2 separate regions of the Mus musculus genome follow, and region 2 is linked to region 1. A link is a contact called in public HiChIP or PLAC-seq data. All regions are on one chromosome and are shown on one strand. Each heading gives the region's core, a stretch centred on a gene start, on an enhancer-like site or on the middle of the called end of the contact. The rest is flanking DNA. Distances are from core to core; before and after follow the strand shown.

Evidence for each region. HiChIP or PLAC-seq counts read pairs in DNA pulled down with a chosen protein or histone mark.
Region 2: a contact with region 1 is called in a FOXA1 HiChIP or PLAC-seq map of pancreatic cancer cells. The contact joins two enhancer-like sites. A contact is called at or near these places in 5 of 484 Hi-C or Micro-C datasets (B cells, the Ba/F3 cell line, CD4 T cells and 2 more) and 1 of 115 datasets of contacts at active chromatin or transcription factors (pancreatic cancer cells).

What each region holds. Positions count from the first base shown.
Region 1 is chr3:101,492,531-101,496,172 of GRCm38.p6, forward strand. No RefSeq gene overlaps it. Among named protein-coding and RNA genes, the nearest start is that of Gm40109, 13 kb to the right of the region's middle. Within about 2 kb of position 1,516, at least 63 of the 459 cell types and tissues checked have an H3K27ac peak or open chromatin away from gene starts, as enhancers often do. A contact at or near this core is called in pancreatic cancer cells, where this site is marked.
Region 2 is chr3:102,675,900-102,679,326 of GRCm38.p6, forward strand. No RefSeq gene overlaps it. Among named protein-coding and RNA genes, the nearest start is that of Gm40112, 17 kb to the right of the region's middle. Within about 2 kb of position 1,447, at least 72 of the 459 cell types and tissues checked have an H3K27ac peak or open chromatin away from gene starts, as enhancers often do. A contact at or near this core is called in pancreatic cancer cells, where this site is marked.

The sequences.
Region 1 (3,642 bases), core at 266-2,765:
GGGCACAGCAGTGGACACATGGGCAGACGAAGGGGCGACAAGGGGCAACCTGGAAGGCGAAATGCTCAGAGTTCAGACCTAGACCCCATGTCAAAGCCTCCCTTGGAGGACCTCAGAGCACCAGACAGGCAACAACAGAAAGCGCTCAAGGCAGATGTTCAACAGAAAGCAAAGGGAGCCTGTGTGTCTACCACAAGCCATTGCCTTCCTTCAAATTCGTTATGGACAGAAAGGGAAACCTAGTAACTGGGAACTCCTTTCTGAGTCGGCCACACACGACCTGACACAAGTCCGCTCTTCAACAGGGGAGATTTTCAGGTCCAGAGCTGGGATTCAGAGCGACCTGGGGCATTGAGAGAGATGTGGTCCGACTGCTGCTGCTTTCTGGGTTAAATCCAGGCCTCCCTGGCCATAGCACTTAGACACATTGATCTGATGCTTGATGTTAGGCCATGGGCAAGCTGCTCAGAGCTTTGGACTCTGAGTCACATCTGAAAATTGGGAACCGTGGTGCCTGTGTCAGCACATGGGGGTTCAGCACAGCACCTGCCCCCCCCCCCCCAACCCCAGGCCAGTAGCTCTCATACAGATGATTCTCTGTGATTAAGTGCGAGGCAATCAGCAACAGGAAGTTGTGAACATTGGTCCTACAGAGTCCTTGCCTGTCAGATGAGACAGCAGCTCCTGGGCCTCGGCTACCGCTTCTGACTACTGCTGAGCACAGGGACTCAAAACAAGCGTCACCTGCTGCTTTCAGCCACGCTGACAATCCCAGTGTATACAACGTTGATAAACAATTAAAATAGTGTAGCATGGCAGCTTGGGTGGTGGTGGGTCACACCAGTTATCCCAGTACAAAGACGTAGAGGCAGGAAGATAGGGAGTTTGAAACCAGTCGAAGGCACCTAGCAAGACCCTATCTCAAACATCACCCTCTGCAGAATTGAGGACAGTAAGGTGTATCAGCAAGTTAAAGGCACTTGGCACCAAGCCTGAAGTTGATCCCTGGGACTGACTGCTTCAGGTTGTCCTCTGTCCTCCACACAAGCATGGTAGCAAACATGCATAGCCCCCAACACAAAATAAATATATAAAAGGCAATAAAAATATATTTTTCGATCTCCATAAAAATTAACCACCCCAAACTGACAACACAAAATACTTCCGGAAACAGAGCTTAGCTGGAGGCAACTGAGACAGCTTCCCATATGTCAAGTTGTTGTGGAAGGTCAAATCTGTCTGCAGACTGAACTCCAGAGCCTATGAAAGGCCACGGAGTCAGAACTGAAGGGAAAACCTGCAAACAGGCAATGCCCAATGGTAGTGTAGTTAGGCTTTGCATAACAGCCTCTTCAGGGAGCTCTGAAGAGAGCAACACCTTTTAAGTCTACTGTACTAGATGAGTTCCTTAAAGTCAAAAGACCTAGAAAAACAGTGTCCCTGTTGTCTACAGAGCCCATGGCAAGGGAGGCAATACCAGAAATGGACACTAGAGGGCTCTCTCACACAAGTGATGTGACAGCCGTTCAGGTTCTTGAGCAGCTCCTTGGCAAGCTGAGAAAGGTCTGTCCAAGCCTGGGTGGGAAGACTGCCGCGGCTTGAGCAGTCATGTGATTAACTGTTAGAGATTTACAGAAGCCACACATGGCTTGTGGTGGGCAGACTTCTGTGAGCTAGCCGCCTTTCCTATGCACAGAAAGCTCCTGGTGACATTGTCTGCTCTTTGAGATTACTCCTGAGTATCTACATCATGTACAGTTGCTTCCCGGCCCCTGTCTTCTCACAGTCAACACCGCCAGCTGCTGCCACTCTGCGGCTGGGCAGATGAGAAGCACATTCAGGCTCCAGCAACAGCTGCAGTTGTTCAGTTGTTCAGCCCTCTTCGGAGCGCTGGTGGCTGGGTTTGGTTTCCGGTTTTGCCTCTTGCTGTCTGTGTCACCTTGGGCGAGCCATCTCCTTTCTGGGCCTCAGTTTCTTCATCTGTAGAACAGTTGGTACTAATCTCAAAATGACTTCCAGTAAAAATGGAGTTGATTGGTGTCTTAGTCAGGGTTACTATTGCTATGATGAAACTCCATAACCAAAAGCAAGCTGGGGAGGAAAGGGTTTATTTGGCTTACACCTCCACATCACCATTCATCACTGAAGAATTCAGTATAGCACCTCAGACAGGGCAGGAGCCTGGAGGCCGGAGCTGATACAGAGGCAGTGCTGCTCACTGGCTTGCTCCCCATGGCTTGCTCAGCCTGCTTTCTTGTGGAACCCAGGACCACCAGGCCAGGAATGACACCACCCACAATGGGCTGAGCCTTCTCCCATTGATCAATAGCTAAGACAACGCCCTACATGCTTGGCTACAGCCCAATCTTATAAAGACGTTGTCTCAATTGCGGCTCCATGCCCTCTGATAACTAGTTCGTGTCAAGTTGGCATAAAACTACCCAGCACGAATGGGAAACACCTCTAAACAGTAATACTTTGAGTTAGTCACATTATTACTCGGAGCAGGGCTTGGCAAACATTTTCTATAAAGGGCCAGAGAGTGAATGACCTGACAATATAGAAACAGACTAGTGTGGCTGTGTTTCAATAAAACTTTATTTTAGTACAATGGACAACTTCATGGGCAGTGAGTTGTGAGATGTGTTTGGCTTAGGGGTTTTGTTTCACCAACTCTCACTGCCTGCTTTAGAAAGGTCTGTGAGCCTTCGGTGGATTCTTTGTCTAAAAGGCAATAAGAAAAACAACAGCTGTGCCTGGTGTGTGTGGTGTGTTTATAATCTCAGCTACTTGAAAAGCTGAGCCAGCCTGGTGTGATGGTGCACACCTCTAATCCCAGCACTCGGGAGGCAGAAGCAGGCAGGAGTTTGAGGCCAGCCTGGTCTACAAAGTGAGTTCCAGGACAGCTAGGGCTACACAGAGAAACCCTGTCTCGAAAAAACAACAACAACAAAAAAGCTAAGCCAAGAGGATTGCAAGTCCAAAGCTTGCCTGTCTTGAGTATAGAGTAAGTTCGAGATCAGCCTGAGTAACTTTGCTCAGAGATAGAACACTTGCCTAATATGAGGCAGGTACTTCAGACAGAAGGAAGAGGAAGAGCCGGGAGGTGGGTAGGAAGCTGCTTGGTACGGGTGAGTCTGCAAGTGACCTGCATGATGGAAGACAAAGCGGCCGGGAGGGAACACAAAGGGATACACAGGCCACAGTGACGACCTTGGATTGCCATTTGTGGGCAATGGAAACCCAATGTACGGTCTTGAACAGGAGAGAGCCGTGACTGGCCTCAGGTCTGAAAGCCACCATGCTGGACACTGGATGGAAAGTAGCCAGGCCCTGGGTTGGGTTAGCAATGGCAGCATCTGGGAAATGGATCGACAGCTAATCACTATAGCAACAGCTATAAAGTGGTGGAAACAGAAGCAGAGGAGGCCAGCAGTCTGTGGAGAGACTATCTTGTGTGTTGTGTGGATGCATCACTTGTCAATAAAAAAAAAAACAAAAAGCAAAAATCAAAAAAACCCTATGGCCTATAGGAAAGGATAGAATAGAAGGCGGAACGTCTGGTAGGCAGAAAGGATTCTGGGATAGGGCCAGGCGCGAGAGGATTTGGCTCTTGGAACCGAAGGAGGACTAATGGCACCT
Region 2 (3,427 bases), core at 197-2,696, 1.2 Mb after region 1:
ATTTCCTCAGAGCTGGAGAAGAATCTAGGCCACTGAAGAACAGAGGCCCCACCATAGACTAACTGGGTAACTGAGAAATGGTTAAAACTGCCCAGCTGTTGGATGTAACCTCTATAAAATGAGAATAAGCAGGCCACCCCAAATGGTTCCAAGAGGAAACTAGAAATGTGTCTATCAATGTGCTCAGCCGAGCTTCTCCAGAAAGCCGCTTCTTCTGTTCCTCTTCAATGTTTTCTGAAGAGACTCAACCTCCCCACAGCGACCTCCCGACTCAGAATCCGGTGCTCCTGGAAAGCTGGCGTTTCAAGTATTCTGTTACCGTGTTAGACTATGTCCCCGACTTTGATTCTGAAAGCAAGGGCCCCTCTCTGATTGGAAGGCAAGTTCGACCCATGGAACTGCCCATCTGGAAGATGGCTCTGTCCTTTGAAGTAGGTTTCCAGAAGGCCCTTTTCCTCCCCCCCTTATTTACTGCAACTCATAGGGACAGTTTGTTGACAACCCCCTACCCCCAGTTCCCGAGGGTGAGGGAGGACCTTGATCCTTTAACACTTTATTCTCTAAGTGCCTGACGTCTTCTATGCAGACACACTGATGTTTAAGAGGTACATGGTTTGTTTCAGTCACTCGTCAGTTAAACTCATCCCTGTGTAAAGCAGGGGAGAGAGCACGGGGTTATGCACGTACCCGTCCTTCCTAACCCGCAGTACACCTCTGCCCCATCCATCACTGACCAGCAGCAGCTAGTAATTAGTTCTAACTAGGGGCTGAGCATCTAGTGGAGTCTATGGGACCATCTCCAAAACCACCTCCCCAACACCGTTCCTAGTTCTTCTCATCTTTACACCACTGGCTGCCAAGCTTCTCACTACCCTGTTTCCCTCCTTTGTGCACGTACACAAACACCCTCCAACACACATCCTCTCATTGGTTTTGGGCATCTCTAGTACCCAGCTTCTATCTCCACTCTCACTCTTCTACAACACTGAATTCATAGTGCCCAGCCATTGAGGAGACACTGACAGTGCCCTCCCAGACACCCTGAGCCTCTTGTCCCTCCCTCAGAGTCACCAAAGCAGAGACAGTTTACCAAGACCCTAGTTTAGAATTCATAATTTTGTGCTCTGTCTCTTAAAAAACAAACACTCCCCCAAACTGTAACACAAACTGAAGTGTTTGTTCACACAGAGTTGCAATCTGGAGAATGACGTCACAGGTGACCAGCCCCCCTGATCAACTCCTGACTCCGAAGCTCACACGCCACACCCTAGCCTCTCTTGCTGTGTTTGCTGTTGGCCGGAAGCTTCGCCATCTTCACTGCTTTCTGCAAAGACTATATTTATAGAGTAAAAGAGCTCTGAAGATGTTCAGTTCTGTGATCAGTCACTGCTGCCTCCTGTCCCAGGAACCAGCTGAATTGCTCACTGCCAAGCTGCTTGGCACACAGCACCAGCTGGCTTGTCAGCCTCAGCCCTGCAGGGAGCTGGGACAGGCAAGTCTCCTCTCCTCTTTGCATAGCAGCCCTGGGTGGATTCAGCATGAATACAGTGATATACCACCAGGGGAAAGGTGAATTGGAACATTTCTGCCTGAACAAAAAATCGGTGCTCTCTGTCGTTGAAGTCTCAGTAACAGTAAACAGGGATCTTTCACTACAGCCTCCCTGGACCCCTGAATCAGTGCCTTTGAGGTTCGACTCCCTTTGGAGCAGACACAAAAAGGCTTTCGATATCCCTGGCTTATGCAGACTTTGTAAATTGGTACAACCCGTCTAGGGGATGAAGTAGCATTCTTAGTAGAGTTGAAGATGGGCGTTCCTCTTCCAGGTGTGAATCTCAGAAGCGATGTAATCCGATCTGAGGATGCCTAACATAGAATCTGTAACAATAATGATGGAATTTAGAATGGAAGAGGAAAGGAAGGGGGGGTCAAGAGAGAAAAATGAAGAGACCTGGAACAACCAAAACATCCACCAACACAGGCGTGCACTAAAGCGTAGTGTGGTCTTATGAGGAGCTGTTGGTGGGGCTGGGGAGAAGCGCTTGCTGTCTGACCATGAGGCCTTCAAATCAGTGTGGGCCCTTGAATTCAGATCTCCAGCACCCGTGAGAAAAGCCAGGAGTGGTGGCTTATACCTATAACCTAGCCCTGGAAAAAATAAAGACACAAACATCGCTGAGGCTCATTAGCCAGCCGCATCAGCGAGCTCCAGGTTCAGTGAGAAACCTGGTTTGAAGCTACGGTGGAGAATGATGGAGGTCAATACCCAATGTCAACTCCTTACCTCCACACGTATGTACAAACACCCTGTCATGTACATAACATGTGCATGACACATATTCTACATACAAAAAAAGAATACAATGAATGAACTACAAGTGACTTATTAACACGAATAAATCTCAAAAAAATATATAGTTAAGTTTAAAGAAAGCTAAGTTGAAAAAAATGGGATTTCGGTTTTAACCACTTAAAAATAAACATACCTACTGTGTGTTGTTTGTGAATATATCACAGTGTTACAGAAGGTGACACTTCAGGGGGTAAATGGCTACAAGGTGGGAGGTTAGGGTTAGGGGAGATGGTTATAGCTGAATTTGCAACACTTTATTTCCTTAAATAAATATTTGAACTAAATCTGGTAGAATATTAACATTTGGTTAAGCTTGTGGTAAGAACATTGAGTATCGATTGCATCACTGCTGAGCTGCTGAGGTACTGTCCAGTTTAAAATATAATAGGTGTAAATAATTCTCTAAATGTTCTCCAGGCTTTTGCCTCACTCACAAAAGATAAAATGTCCAGTCTGGCCAAGTGGAAATTTACAATAAACAAAAACTAATAGGAAGGTCACCAACTCCTCCAGCCAGTTCCTGACACTGTAGCCACTCTGATCTCTGTAGCAGGGTCTCCTCCCTCCTGCTCTGGCCAGGCCTGTTGGCTCTGGCTGGGGCTGGCCTGTGGGAAATACCAGCAGAGAGACAAGCACAGGAAGAAGGAAAAGATTCCTCCCTGCTGACCTTGGAACTGGAAAAGGCTACATTTTACTACATCTCCAGTGTGTGGGACTCTCCTCCGTTCTACTGTGGTCCTCAGCTTGGTAGTGATCCCTCCTTTCTCTGTCTCCTTCAGGACTTGGGGTACACAGGGACCACTTTCTATTGCTGTCTCCTTCAGGACTTGGGGTACACAGGGACCACTTTCTATTGCTGTCTCCTTCAGGACTTGGGGTACACAGGGACCACTTTCTATTGCTGTCTCCTTCAGGACTTGGGGTACACAGGGACCACTTTCTATTGCTGTCTCCTTCAGGACTTGGGGTACACAGGGACCACTTTCTATTGCTGTCTCCTTCAGGACTTGGGGTACACAGGGACCACTTTCTATTGCTGTCTCCTTCAGGACTTGGGGTACACAGGGACCATTT